2 separate regions of the Mus musculus genome follow, and region 2 is linked to region 1. The links are chromatin contacts, called in public Hi-C maps. All regions are on one chromosome and are shown on one strand. Each heading gives the region's core, a stretch centred on a gene start, on an enhancer-like site or on the middle of the called end of the contact. The rest is flanking DNA. Distances are from core to core; before and after follow the strand shown.

What was found. A called contact is a pair of places that touch in the nucleus more often than the background predicts.
Region 2: a Hi-C map of epidermal suprabasal cells shows a contact between it and region 1, with 2.2 times the contacts expected there. The contact joins the enhancer-like site here to the promoter of P3h2 in region 1. A contact is called at or near these places in 1 of 39 promoter capture datasets (macrophages), 2 of 15 datasets of contacts at CTCF or cohesin (CD8 T cells and the NIH/3T3 cell line), 2 of 484 Hi-C or Micro-C datasets (the N1E-115 cell line and epidermal suprabasal cells), 1 of 115 datasets of contacts at active chromatin or transcription factors (embryonic stem cells) and 3 of 9 other capture datasets (adipose tissue, liver and pancreatic islet).

The regions. Positions count from the first base shown.
Region 1 is chr16:26,101,387-26,108,678 of GRCm38.p6, forward strand. It overlaps P3h2 (prolyl 3-hydroxylase 2), which reads right to left and starts at 4,427. Exons shown (of 15, transcript NM_173379.3): 1 at 3,830-4,427. The coding sequence starts at 4,297.
Region 2 is chr16:26,142,892-26,150,183 of GRCm38.p6, forward strand. No RefSeq gene overlaps it. Among named protein-coding and RNA genes, the nearest start is that of P3h2, 41 kb to the left of the region's middle. Within about 2 kb of position 4,555, at least 9 of the 459 cell types and tissues checked have an H3K27ac peak or open chromatin away from gene starts, as enhancers often do. A contact at or near this core is called in epidermal suprabasal cells, where this site is marked.

The sequences.
Region 1 (7,292 bases), core at 3,177-5,676:
TCTTCTCTCTCTACCTTCTTCTCTCTCTCCTGGTAGTCCTCCTCGGACCCCAAGCCCAGGAACCTCACTTACCTCTCTTCTGCCCACCTATCAGCATCTTTATTTAACAAATAGTTTTAAATTAAGGAGTCAGGCACCATTATTTGATGCGAGCAAGGATTCTCTTATCCATGAGGCAACCAGGCCCAGGATGTAGCATGTCAATGCATAGGAGCAGAACAAATTTCAAGATTGAAGATCAAGGCAGGGCACAGATAAGATTATTTAATCTCCCTTACTTTTGTTTAAAATGCCACAAATGCTCATAAAATAGGTACAGTGGATAGAGTGCAGCTTCAAGTGAGAAAAACAAAAGGTAAATTTTTAAAGAGAGAGAGAGAGAAAGAGAGAGAGAGAGAGAGAGAGAGAGAGAGAGAGAAATCAAATCAACTAAGTGGATAGAGCAGGAAGAGCTTGCAACAACAGCCAGAACTTCTAAGTGCAAACTAGCAAGAAATCCATCTGTCGTTTTGCTTTTCACACCAGTTGACATCCAGGAAACAGACACCCACCAAATGTGGTTGTTGACCTTCACAGAAATGTCTCTCATTATTTCTCACGCATAAAGCTGACCTAGTATCCTTGTCACAAATGGATGGATACTGAGCTTTGATGCCTACCCATCTTGTTTAAGATATTAGATATGATTGTTGATGACCCAGCGCAGACCTTTTGACAAAAATGCTAATGTTCACTCATGTTCTCATGCCCCCAAAGGTAAGAGTTACCTAACCAGTAAGCATCCATGCCTGACAACTCTTTCTTTTGAAAAAATGCAAAAAGAATTGGCAGTTCTTGATTCCAGGGAGCTCACAGAAGCAAGGGCATATACACTTTTAAAAATGGAGTTTGATAGAAAGACAAAAGAGGAAAGTTCTCTTCCATGAGCATTCAAAACAGCTGCTGGGAGCTATGGAAGCCCCTGTGTTAGTGATGATTTCAACATGCAAAGAAGTGGGAATCCTTTAATAACTGCACTGTAGTGTTTCTTAAGAGTCAGACTCTAGTCTGTCTTAAACTAACCTCAGACTAAGCAGGTAGTATTTCCCCATCTCACAGACAGGAAAATAGAAAGCTGACGTATGATACAACAATCTTGAATCTCTGATCTTTTTCTATTCCAGGGCCTTCAAGCTCCCCAGGAAGAATAGCAAGGCCAAGATCCAAAGTGTTAGATGTGGAGAGATAGACCTGGAAAGGGGAAGGGACAGAGGCTGTAGACGTTGGGTCACACCATATAGGCTCCATGCAGTAGCAAAGAGTAACCACTATGCACTCTCCAAGGAATGCCACATTAATAGCCATATCTTAGGGTTTAAGCTATGGCTGATGAATTGTATCTTATGAGAGAGAGAGAGAGAGAGAGAGAGAGAGAGAGAGAGAGAGAGAGAGAGAGAGAGAGAGACCTTTTTTTAAGTTGGATGATTCTTACCCTGTCTTTGCATACCAAGGTAAACTATGCCTCTGTAGGGCTACCACCACATAACTGTTCAGTTCTCCCACACTCCAGGCTTCTGTGCAGATTGGATACAACAGTACTAGAGAGGAATGGATACCTGTGACTTCAGGGAACAAGGACTTGCTCACCCCTGGAGCTGTCCAAACCTGGCTTCAGTGTAATCCCCACTAGTCCAGCATTCTACAGAGCCCAGAGCCAACCATGGCCTCTGGCCATAGCACAGGCTGGAGTCCATTAGCCAGAGAACCCGGACTGACTCTGGATAAGCCCTTGGCTCACTCCATCAACATGCCAAACTAACACCACTCAGGTAACAAGGAGCAAGTCCCTTTCTTCTGGACATCCCGATCTTCATCCCTCAAAAAAGAAAGTGAAGTGCAAAGTGTCAGAGTTTACAGTTCTCATCTCTTCTTAATCTCCAACACATGAGCATCAGGGATCAGTTGCCTCCAGGAGCTCATTATCCTGGGTGTGGAAGGATATTACTCCTGAAAGCGAGCACAGTGTGTTTATCCTCTAGTTGAGAATGCCTGTTCTTCCTTAACTCTGCGAAGCCTCCTGTTTCCACTGAGTTATATCTAGGCTACGATAGACTCCTAAGTGCAAACTGGGTCCCAGATCTCAAGAGCAATTCAGTTTCATGTGGCTTTCGGACTATATAAATTCACTTATACATGGCACTATGACCATACACATATACACAAGAGCTGGTCACCCTGCTAGTGAATATTCCACAGTCCAAAGATGGCGGTAATGGTGCATATGTGTTTGTGTGTGTGTCAGTGTGTGTGTGTCAGTGTGTGTGTGTGTCTCCCTGAGAAGAAGGCAAGTCTACCTTAGAGTTTCCATGAAGCACAGAGAAGAGAAGAATTCTAATGCAGCCTGTAGGTGGTAATGAGCAAATTCCTATAGGGGTAAAAACATTTCCTTCCTCGGAATCTGTCAGTTATGTTAATCAAAGTCATTAGAAAAGGCCTCTTAGGCTTATGGTTTCATCTTCTTTGACCTCTCATTGGGGACCAGGGGTAAGGGGATGAGAAATAAATGTTAATATTACATAAAAATATATGCCTACAGAATCACAGAAATCCACATGCTGACTGCATGGCTGTTTATTTTCACAGGATGAGTATGCATCCTTCTCTTCTCCTGTTCGTCCGGAGAAGAGAAAATCTATTTGCCACGAGCTACAGACTCATCAGCAAAATGGCCACATCTCCCCCTTGCAGCCCAGACTCTCAAAAGGACCACACGACAGGATCACTCACATTCTGCTCTGGGAACCAGCTTAGTCCCTCCCCCAGAACTGACTAATTTCTGAAAGAACAGGAAAAACTGTGCCCTTTTCTTTCTAAAAGGCAGATTTATGCGTGATACATGTCTTCAGCAAATCCATTGGAAAGCACAAGAGAACAGACAACACACATGTCCTGGAGAGAATTCTGGGTTCTCTGTCAGTCCTTGACCCGAACTAGTCAACTCCTGAACCTCAGCACCATGCACACTGCTCTTGAGATCTGGTCTCTGTTGTGACCATATTAACTCCTCCCACTGCTGTCTGAAAGACCTGGATATATTGACTCAGAAAGATAGGCATAAGAAATGTGACCCTGAGAAACATGAGTTTGTGGAAGTGAGGGGCTGGGTAATTCATTCTACATTTTTGCCATGCAGCTAGTTAGGTCTTTTTAACTGGGGCTCTGGGGTATGCCAGTTTTGATTGTATACCTCCTGACAGCAACTCCGGGGAAGGTACATAGACGCAAGTAAAAGCAGAGAGCGCTGGGCATCTGAGGTGAAGTGGTCCTAAATGGTGGGAACCCCAGGAACCTAAACCAGTACCAAAGAAATCCGCACTTTCAGTAGATTGCCTCATACAGCTTCAAGCATCATTCCTCCACGACTTTTTATCTCGTTGCTCTTCTTTAGTTGAAGAGAAATAACTTTTAGGACCGTTTAGGGCCGTTTCTTAAACTTAGAAGATCAGACTGCAGAGTAAGAGGGATAGCTAAAAGGAGATCAGGAGTGGGCTATGTCAAAGAATTTACTCTAGGTCTAGGTAGAGCACAACCACCGAAGTGTTGAAAGACACTTTTGATATGCTCTTCTTGGCACAGCCCATTTTTGCGAGTGAAGAGGACGCTGAGACAGAGAGCAAAGCTGATCTGCCCACTTTCATCTAGTCTAGTCTCTGGGCTTCTACTTGCACGCAAAGCAGAGCCACTGCGAAAGGCTGGATGGAGTGTAGAGCAATGCTCCCTCCCACCCCACCCCCTATCCCACAAAGCCAACCCTAGGGTCACCCGCGATGGGCGCAGCCACGTTCAGTACCTTGATGTAGGCCCTCTGCAGGTAGTTGTAGGGAACTCTGCGTTGGAAGTCGCTGCGCACGTCCTCGCTGACGCGGTGGCGGGACGCGGGGCCGCCCAGGCGCTGGCTCTGGCAGCTGCGGGAGCAGCGCGCCCGCTCCAGCACCGCGCGGAAGAAGGGCAGCTCGGCTCCGGGGCCGGCGCCGGGGGGCGCGAGCGGACGGCGCGCCGCGCAGTGGCGGGCGCAGCGCGTGCGGATGTCCCGTAGGCGCCGGTGACTGCTCAGGGCGGCTTCCAGGTCCCGCACCGCTCGCTCATAGTCGCCGCTGTAGTAGGCAGCCACGCCGCTGGCGTAGAGCAGGTCGAAGGGCTGCAGCGGGCCGCGCTCGGGCTCTGGCTCCGGGGACCGGCGACCGTCCTGGGGGCCGCCCCGCTGCGGTGTGGGCAGCAGTAGCAGCAACAGCAGCGACACCCACGTGCTCTCCCGCATCCTCCGCCGGACCCGTGGAGGGAGATCGTCGCGCTTCTTGCCTGCCCCACCGCAACTCACGTTCGAGCCCCGCTCCAACTCCGAGGGCTAGCGAGCCGATCCTGCCGTGATCCCGCTGCGCGACAGCCCCAGGTGACCGCCGGCAGCGCTGCGGTCCTGGAGGCGGAGGCTCGCCCAGCTGGCCGCTCTTAAAGGGACGCCTCCAGCTCACACGCTCCTCCTGCCGCCGAGCCTCCGCGAGCCGCGCTCCAGCTGCCTGAGAGCTAGCACAGTCCTGAGAGGCCGACCCCTGGGGACAAGTTTTGCGTGTGGGGTCCCTTGTGGGTGGCAGAAGACGATGGTGTTGCTTTATCTTCAGCACTTGGGGAAGTGAGGTCCACAGTCGTTTTCTGGAATCTATGTGGACTTGCTCTTTGCAGTCCTTCACTCTTAGATGCAACATGAAGGGGCATTTCAGACTGCCTGAAAAGCTCTAGAGAAGGGGAGGAGGGCCCCTGGCCAGTTGAGTAGGTTTGAGGAGAAAGGGGTTTGCCCAAGTTTATACAGCTAAGAATAAGCAAAGGATGAACCTAGCTCTGCCCCACAAAAATAGAAGCTTCCCGCCCTCCTGTAGGGCAGGGTCTCCTCCCTCTTGCTTTCTCCCATGGCTAAGTGTGGATGTGTTCCTGTATTGAATGTGAAGACTGGGCAAGAACGATAAATAACCCGAGTTTCCTGTTCAGACCGCTGGAGGAAAGTGGAGCTGTACATTAAGTTCTGCCTTTGGCAGTTTTCCAGATGTGCACTGGGCCTCTGTTACTTACCTCATCCAAAGCAGCCAAATGCCCAACATGTCCAGTGATATTCAGACATAAATCCCTATTGTGAGAGTTGAACAAAGAGTCAGTTTAACAAACCCAGTACCCCAGGACTTAAGCAATGAACATCAATCTAGAAGTGGGAAACTTGACAGAAACAGCTGCCAGAGTCCAAGGAACTAGCTGGAGGCTTTCCTGTTCCTCCCCGTCTGTTGGGTCATAAATACCTTCTTAGCCAAGGTGTTCCCCTCTTTTCTGTCCCTTGGCTCCACACTCCCAGAAAAAGGGGGGGAAAGTGTGTTAGACTCTGGAGTCCAGCCTGCAATTCCCTGGGAGGACTTCTGTTTGTCTGGAACTGTCTGTGGGAATCTCACCTCAGTCTCTGGGCCATTGGAAAGATAACCAACGGGAAAGAACCGCATATATTGTCCAACTGACCCGAATTTGCTGAAGAAAGTCTTTGTGTAAAATGGTCACTATTCAAAAAAGGTGGCTAGTGTCGCAACCTTTCCCTTCTTCTTGTTGAGTTTCTCACCCTTTTGGCCATGAACCGCGCTGGCTAAATAACTCTGAAAAAAAAAAACTGATTCATGTACATATTAATTTTTACACCAAAATTCTCAAAATTGTCTATTTCCATTCATGGCAAATCTTGCCTTAGATGGTCAGTGCTCCAGAATTAGCAAAGAGTTTTTTTTTTTTTTCTCCTGGTGATGAACTGTTCAGATAAAGGTGGCAGAGTCTAAAATTATGGATCTATTTGGAGAAGGGTTTGAAGCACACGGAATAAAAAATGCTATCTAGGAGACAGATCAGCTGTGAAGATAATTTTGCATGTCTCAGCTCTACATCATAGACATTCCTATATCACTGAACACGTGTCACTAAATTAATATCTCTAAGTGCCTGCCCCTGGTGTGTGGATGATGGGGGAAAGAAGATGTGATCATACCAGTGTCCTCACTTCTGCAAGTTTACAGTGAAATGCAGGAAATGAACACAGGTCACAGGAGTCTGATACAAACTAAAAATGTAGAACATACTAAGTGGAATTCAATGTGCTCTGATAAAATAGTTGCTAAACCTTCTGCAGGACAAAGCTAAAAAAAAACTTAGGAGAAAAGACCCTAGACAGAATTCAAAGCCTATAGTCCATAGCTCACAAACAACCTAGTGGCTCCCAGTTGGGGCGTGTCTTTTAAGCTTTGTGTTGTACTTCTCTACAACATATGGTTGATTATTCACTTAAGTAACCCTTCAGATTTTTTAAAACATTGGAATGAGATGATAAAAATTTATATTTGGTCCTAGCTCTGAGGGATTCTGATTCAATTGGTATAGTGTAGTACTAAATAGCTTTGGCTCTGCTAGATTCACATGTTTCAATGCTTAGTCTATGGGGAGTGGCACTATCAGAAGATGTGGTCTTATTGGAGTAGGTGATGGAGGTAGTGTGTCACTGTGGAGGTGGGCTTTGAGGCCTCCTATGCCTGACTTCTACCTAGTATGAAATCAGAGCATCCTCATGGCTGCCTTCTGATCAAGATATAGAACTCTCATCTCCTTCTCCAGCATCTCGTCTCCCTGGATATTGTCATTCTTTCCTTCAAAATGGTAATGATGAACCTCTGAAACTGTAAGCCAGCCCCCAAATTAAACGCTCTTCTTTGTTAGAGTTGCTTTGGTCATGGTGCCTTTTTTTTTTTTTTTTTTTTTTTTTTTCGAGACAGGGTTTCTCTGTATAGCCCTGGCTGTCCTGGAACTCACTTTGTAGACCAGGCTGGCCTCGAACTCAGAAATCCACCTGCCTGTGCCTCCCGAGTACTGGGATTAAAGGTGTGTGACACCATGCCCGGCATGGTGCCTCTTCATAGCAGTGAAACCCTGACAAAGATAACGACCTAACCAATGAGATTTGCAGATGCTTCCCAGTTGTTTCTTTTCTGAAACCAAGGTTAAAAACCACTGTCTCTATAAATGCCTCATACTGAGGAGTAAGTCTGTGAGGTAGGGCTCCATGTGCTATGGGCATGTTCAAAGCCTGAGATTCTGGAGTATAGGGATTTGTATGTCTATCTGCTTTCTGCAAAAAGCTTAAGATGTGCCTTTAAAAGTTTGATTAGGTCCCTTCTAGTTCCTCCAGCACCGGGGTAGTTTGGGTGCGGAGTCTGCAGACACCAGCAGGCTACCCACAAGAC
Region 2 (7,292 bases), core at 3,305-5,804, 42 kb after region 1:
CCAAATTTAACACTGTTCAGGAAGTCCAAAGTCTCTTCATAGAACTTGGCTGGGAGCCCCATAAAATCAATATGAAGATATTATGTATTTCCAACATTCAATGATGTAGAAAAACACGCTCATTGCAAAAAGGAGGAATAGGTAAATGCCAAAGAAAAAGCAAAATAAATCAAGAAAATACTAAACCCAGAACCACTATTTAGCATCTGGGGTTTATGATTAAATCATCTAGACACCAAAGTGGTTGGTTAGCCCTGTACCTCCAGCTCTGCTGTCTACAGAAAATTCAGCCTCTCTCTGGAGACAGACCTACCTTAAACTTTCCCCTGTGGATATCCTACAGGCTGGCATTACAGCATCCTGATGTCACCATTGCAACATGAGTGCTATCTATACAACTTTGCATATTGGTCACCCAGAGCCTCCTTTAAGGTACAGTGTCACTACCATTCATTCCCTGGCCACAGTGGCTCTTTGAAATTGTGGTGCTACTCTGCATCATTTCCCAATTTTTAATAAAATCAATGCCATTTGGATGATACTGCCAGATTCTATACAAGGTCTGGATGTATCTTGCTCCACTCAAATGACTGTTGCATTGGCCTTTATGTGCTGATCTTGGGGAAACACATTCTTTAGTAGTTGTCTTGGAGAAGGTCTCCTTTAGAAACATTTTTAGCTTTCCTTTCAAATGAATGGTGGGGTTTAATCCTTAGAATGCCTTTCCTGCTGTTTCAGTGAAGAACACTAAGCTTCTAGTTAGTGCCACTAGTCTCTGTACTAAGTAGGCTGCTTTTGAACTTGCCCTGACTGGCATTGAACTTGTTTACAATTCCCTACCAAACTGCCCATATGTCTTCTTTCTGCTACACTTCTTTTTAAAATGTATATGAACAGTGAACAGTAGTTATGGCACAGTATGACTGTTATCCTGTCTTGAAATTCTTTCTACAAAATAAGTTAATCTGGTTTTTTGTTCTTGTTTTTGTTTTTGTTTTTATAATTCAACCACACATGAGTTCTTGGGATTTGGTGGAAAATTCAGCTAAAGTTTTGTTAGAGTATAAATGCTTCTGATCCCATTACTTATAGAGTTCTTGTTATTTTCTAAAATTCATGAGCTGGGTCTCCATTCTTCAATATTCCATTCAGTATTCTGGTCTTCAAACTCCCAACAGAATGGGCCACTAAATTCTGCTTGCCACACTCTAGAGATTTTCTAGATCAAAATGTTATATGTTTGCACATTTCTGCATCCCACAGACCAATTGGAAAGACCCCCAAATTATGTGGCCAGACCTCCTGATGTCCCCAATTGTCTGTGTTTACTTTTCCAATTCCCCTGACAACAAGCCCGACAAAAGCAACTCACTGAAGGAAGGGTCTATTTGGCTAGTGTTTAGGGTTCAGTCTATCATGATGAGGAAGACATGATGGCATGAATGTGAGGCAACTGGCAACATATTATCGACAGCCAGGATGCAGAGGGTGATGAGTACTGACTGGTGCTTAGCTCACTGACCAAGGCCCAAGCCCATGGAATGGGTTGCAAACATTTAGAGTTGGTATTCATGCTTTAATTAAACCATCCCCTCATAGAAATATTATCTTCTGGGCATCATACGGGTCTTACACTCATGAACTCATACCAGTGGTGGTTACTGCACCAGACTGGACACATCGTCATTAGATGATGCATGAGGAAGGGGCTTATGGAGATGGTCCTCTCCCTGAGAGTTACATCAGTTACAGACTGTTAAAGGTTGCTAAGGCAGGAAAGTCATAATCCTCATGATGTAGTCACTGGTAAGTTGCTTGCTCAAGCAAAAAGCCCAACATTTATACTTACGCAAGCAACCTTAGTAAAATACAATGTGACTCATATACATACCTACTCACACACAGATACACACTCACACATACAAACATACACAAACTTACTCACACAGACACTGATACATGATACACGCTCACACACATACTCCCTTACATACTCACACACACATATACACATTCAGAGAAACATTCACTCTCCACACACAAACATATTCACACACATGCTCACAGACACACACACTCATACACATGTAGGAGGGGCTTTGTTGGGAAGAAGGCTGCTTGCTAATTTAGAGGGGGTGGAACATAAGAAAAATCAGTGGAGGGAAAATGATCAAAGCACTATGTATATGCATACATGCAAAATTATCAAAGAATAAATACATTTTAAGAAAACTTTAAAAATATGAGGAGCTAACCCCTCACAGATATGCCCAGTAGCATATTGAGTTGATAATCAATTCTAGCTGTCATACCCACTCTAAATCAGACAGAAGATAAATAATTAGGGCCTTTAAAGATCTGCAAAACTTAAATCCCAAACCCTCTAACTTTTTGGAAGGAGGAAAGGGAAGAAGTAAATGAATGCAATTATATTTTAATAAAAACATGCTTCCATAAATTGGCCAAGATATTGCATAGAGTTCTCAAAAGAAGGAAAAAAGAGCTCACAACAAGCAAATATAGGAGCCTCGGGTCCAGTTAGTCATGGAGTCCTTATATTCCTTTGAAACCTCATGAGCTGCATTTGACAATGACCTTTGTGGGGAAATACATGGAACTGGAAATCATTATGTCGTTATGTAAACCAGACTCAGAAGGACAAATACACTGTTTTCTTTCATATGTGGAATGTAGATTTAAGTCTCTCTCTCTCTCTCTCTCTCTCTCTCTCTCTCTCTGTGTGTGTGTGTGTGTGTGTGTGTGTGTGTGTGTGTGTGTGCATGCACACCCTAACACAGATGCAGGGCATGCAACTGTATGTGCATATTATCTGCAAGTCATCAAATTAGAAGAAGGGAAAATATAAGAGGGGAGAAAACAATGGTTATGGGGTGAAAGGGCAAAAAAACTATATATTCGAACATGTGTGTTATGGATGTAAGAAAAGCTCATTGGGTTAACAAAAGCTCACGTGGGTTGAGGATAACAGGTAATGACAGTTAGATGGCAGAGCAAGTAAAGTATATAGACATTTTCTCAAGAAAACATCACAGTGAAACTCATTACTTTGTGTGCTGTGCAAAAATGAATAGCAAGGGCAGAGAGAGAGAGAGAGAGAGAGAGAGAGAGAGAGAGAGAGAGAGAGAGAGAGAGAGAGAGAGAGAACGAGAGAGAGAGAGAGAGAGCAACCGATAAAATGATTTTATTGCAAGCATGAGGATCTGAATTCATCCCCAGAACACACTTGAATGAGCTAGGCTGAGGAGTTCGTGGTGTGACTCCAATGCTGGAGAGGTCTAGACAGGTGAATCTCTGGGGCTCATTACCCAGGTGCTCTGGCTTACTGAGCTCCAAGTCAGCAAGAGACTCTTCCTCACAAAACATGGAGTATGAAAAACCACACCAGAGTTGTTCTGTTACATCCACGTGCACATAGGGATTAATGCACACACACTTTTACATACATGTTCATTCCACATACATGGTTACATATTTTGAAGTGCGCGAGTACACAAATGCACATGCACATGCACATGCACACACACTAACAGAAGGGCTTATGGAGTAGAACATTAGCTTGTTGTTCATATAGGTCATTTGAGGGGAGGAAAACAAAGTCTTGTGGAATTTTCTGTTCTTGTCTATAGTTCAGTGAAGTTACTTAATCATCAGTGTTTTATGCATAGTTTTCTGTTTGCAGTTCACAATGTATCTCAGTGAGAAAAAAAAGAGCATAACTCATCATACCTCAAACAATTAATTTTTATTCTAAGAGAGGTGCTTGAACATTAGTAAGCTTTCCTAATGACTCTTGTAGGCAGCTAGGATAGCAAACCAGTAACCAACATCTTCATCTGAGGCCAGACTAGATAATGTGCTGTTAGTTCAGCCATCCATGTGTGGTGATAGCAGGGGTGGTTGTATCCATGGTGACTGTGCTAGAGTAACTTGTAAAATTATGCTTGCTCCTTGAAGGGACTGTGGCCATAGCAGGTACCTGGGAACATGTCTGACAGTGGTATTTCTCATCCAAGGGAGTGTCTGTTCTGGGATGATTCATACTATGTGCACCCCACCCAAGTATTCTATCTAGGTGTTAAAAGGCAAACACCCTGAAAGTAAAAGAGTTAGAAGCTGCCAGGACATGAATTGGTGTTAAACCTGTGTAGGGTGGATATCCCAGGTGCCAGGGCTGCTGCTGCTGCTGACTAATGTGGGTGGAGGCAGTGAATGGAATCTTTTTCCAGGGTTATAGCCCAGGGCTCCCAAAATACAAACATTGAGGAGGTGATGCATCAACTGAACAGTACAGGAGTGGCAGATTATGGTTAGCAAGAAGTTGTGGGAAACATCGGGAAGACAGAGAAGCAGAAGTTCTAGAGGTCTGCTCTGGAATACAAGGGTCTTGTCAGAAGATTAGCACAGGAAGTTCTTGTTGGAGGAGAGAAAACTAGGCAGGAAGAACATCTAAAGTCCCTTGAAGAACATCACAAGGAATCTGCATACATCTTATCAGAGAAGACTAAAGATCTAGTCTAGGCACATCTCTGGTTACTTGAAAATGGCGGAATGTTATGATTAGATAAAACAGCCAGTTAGGGTGTGTCTTAGTTAGGGTTTTACTGCTGTGAACACACACCATGACCAAGGCAACTCTTATAAGAACAACAGTTAATAGGATGGCTTATAGGTTCAGAGATTCAGTCCATAATCATCAAGGTGGGGACATGACGACATCCAGGTAGGCATAGTGCAGGAGGCATTGAGAGTTCTATATCTTCATCTGAAGGCTTCTAGCAGAATACCGGCTTCCAGACAGCTAGGACTAGGGTATTAGAGTCCAAGTTTATTGTAAGGATTAAAAATAGACCATATGACTAAATTAGATATAACTTATATTAGGGAATATCAGTTAGAATAAATAACTTAGGCTATAAGAATTAACAGTTACAGAAAATAAGCAAAAATGTAAGTCCTAAAAGAAGGAAGGTGGCCAGGCATGGTGGCGCACGCCTTTGATCCCAGCACTTGGGAGGCAGAGGCAGGCGGATTTCTGAGTTCGAGGCCAGCCTAGACTACAAAGTGAGTTCCAGGACAGCCAGGGCTCTATGTGTATATCTATAACAAGTACAAAATACAAGTCATATATATATATTTATGTCATATATATGTATATATATGTGTGTGTGTGTGTGTGTCATATCCGTGAGAATAATTGATTCCTAAGAGAGGATTAACTTTAAAGATATTATCATAACAATACATAATATAATTTTAAATCTAAAGCTCATTTTACCTAATCATTTATAAGTCATTTATAAATTCATGTTTTTCAATATAAACAATTATTATTTATGCTCTTTTGGCTTTATTGATCCTAATTCCAACCTTGCAAAATTATATGTGCAGATAGGAATAACAACAAGCCAAACAAACAAGAGGAAAGAAGAAGGCATAGTGCTCTTTACAATATTTGCAGAATTGTATGATTTTCATTTTTCAAGACATTAGGACATTGAGAATACTGAGACAAACCACAGCTACTCTATGCTCAAGGACTTCACAACACCCAAAGGAAAGAAGCGCACAGACACACAGAAACATGCGTGGACATGAGAAGAACTATAAATGTGATGCTAACTTTTTATTAGTAAAACGAATCTACAAAAACTATAAAGAAAACTGAATATGGTGAATGAGCAACATGGAAAGAATTATTTGTTGGTAGGCAAATGGTGGCTTTTTTTTTAAAAGAACAGCATAAATAAAGTACACAGTTAGAAAATAAGTAGACATTTTAAATAATAATGTTCAATATTACAGATGGGTTCATAAAAATAATAGAGGTAAAAGGCAGAAAATGGAACCAGAAATCTTTAGTAAAGGGACCAGGATGTCAAATTAAGAAGTTCGAAGTATAGGAGTAAATTTTGATAATACTATTATTAAAAATATACAGGGTGGACAGAAATGTGTTTGCTGTTCCAGCATGAGGATCAACACTATTTTTTGGTCTCCACAAACACACACACCCACACATACACACACACACACACACACACACACACAGACACACAGACACACATATACACATACGCTTACAGATACACAAACAAAATAAAAATAAATCTTAAGATTAAAATAAAAAATATAGAGGGTAAATCACATAGATGTTCATCTGGAAAAAGGAATACTGGCAAGAATTCCCATGCACAGTAGTGTGTATACAATGAGAAATTCGTGTGGAATTGTTGTTATGCCACTTTCTAAAAATTTAGCCTTGACATTTCTAAAGCATGCTGATGACCAGGAGTGAGTGAAAGGATTGGTTTGTTGGTGATGAGGATTATCCTCAATTAAAAAAGAGCAAGTGTTGATGTTGAAAGAACCAGAAAAATAGAGCAAGTCAACACTGCTCACCTACAAAAAAGCTCTCTGCTCACCACTTATTACTCATAAGGAATAAATAAACATAATGGCCAACATTCTTTATGGAAAGAGGGTTTCATTTGTCCAGCAAAGCCAGCAACACTGTAAACAGGGGCCCTTTGTCAGTCTATCCTCAAGGGGATGATGAATCTGTAATGGGTGGGACATCTTGGCTGGAGTGCTAAGACAGACTGGCTCCTCCACAGGAAAATTGAGGATTTCCAATAAACCAAACACTAAGGATCCTGAAGTGCTTGTCTTAGAGGTCTTAGTAATGTTTTGTGCGACATTACTAATAAGACTTTGTTAAAAAAAATTAATTTCGACTCTACCCTTCTCTGTTTACAGTTGAGGGGACACTGCTTTACACATGAGCTTGTCTATGCCACTGTTAGAATCTTGTTTCATCTACTTAGTTCTAAGAAATTTATATGAAAATAAGTTATTTATCTCAGCTAACTTCATATTAGCCTCAGAGCCTAGAATATGATGGCAGTATCACTCATGTAGTTGACTAATTCTCTTAATTCAGTTCTATTTCAAGTGGCTTCCATGGATTCAAACAAAACAAATGCTGGGGATAACTTGGAAATTCTATATGTAGTTTGTGGCTTTTGAGAAAAGGCAGACTCAGGATCCTCTCAGATGTGGTCACCAATCTTTAGAAAACTAAACACAGGGTGGTAGCTTAAGACACATTCAGCTGAAGATATCCCCACAGATAGCCTACTGTTCTCAGAGGAAATGAGAGCTTGACTCTTGGTGGCTCTTGAACCATTTTTGGGTTTCATGATTCTGTTCTGACATATAAGCTCATCAAGCTCTTGTCTTCAGTGATAAGGTTGGAGGCTGTACTCAGAGTA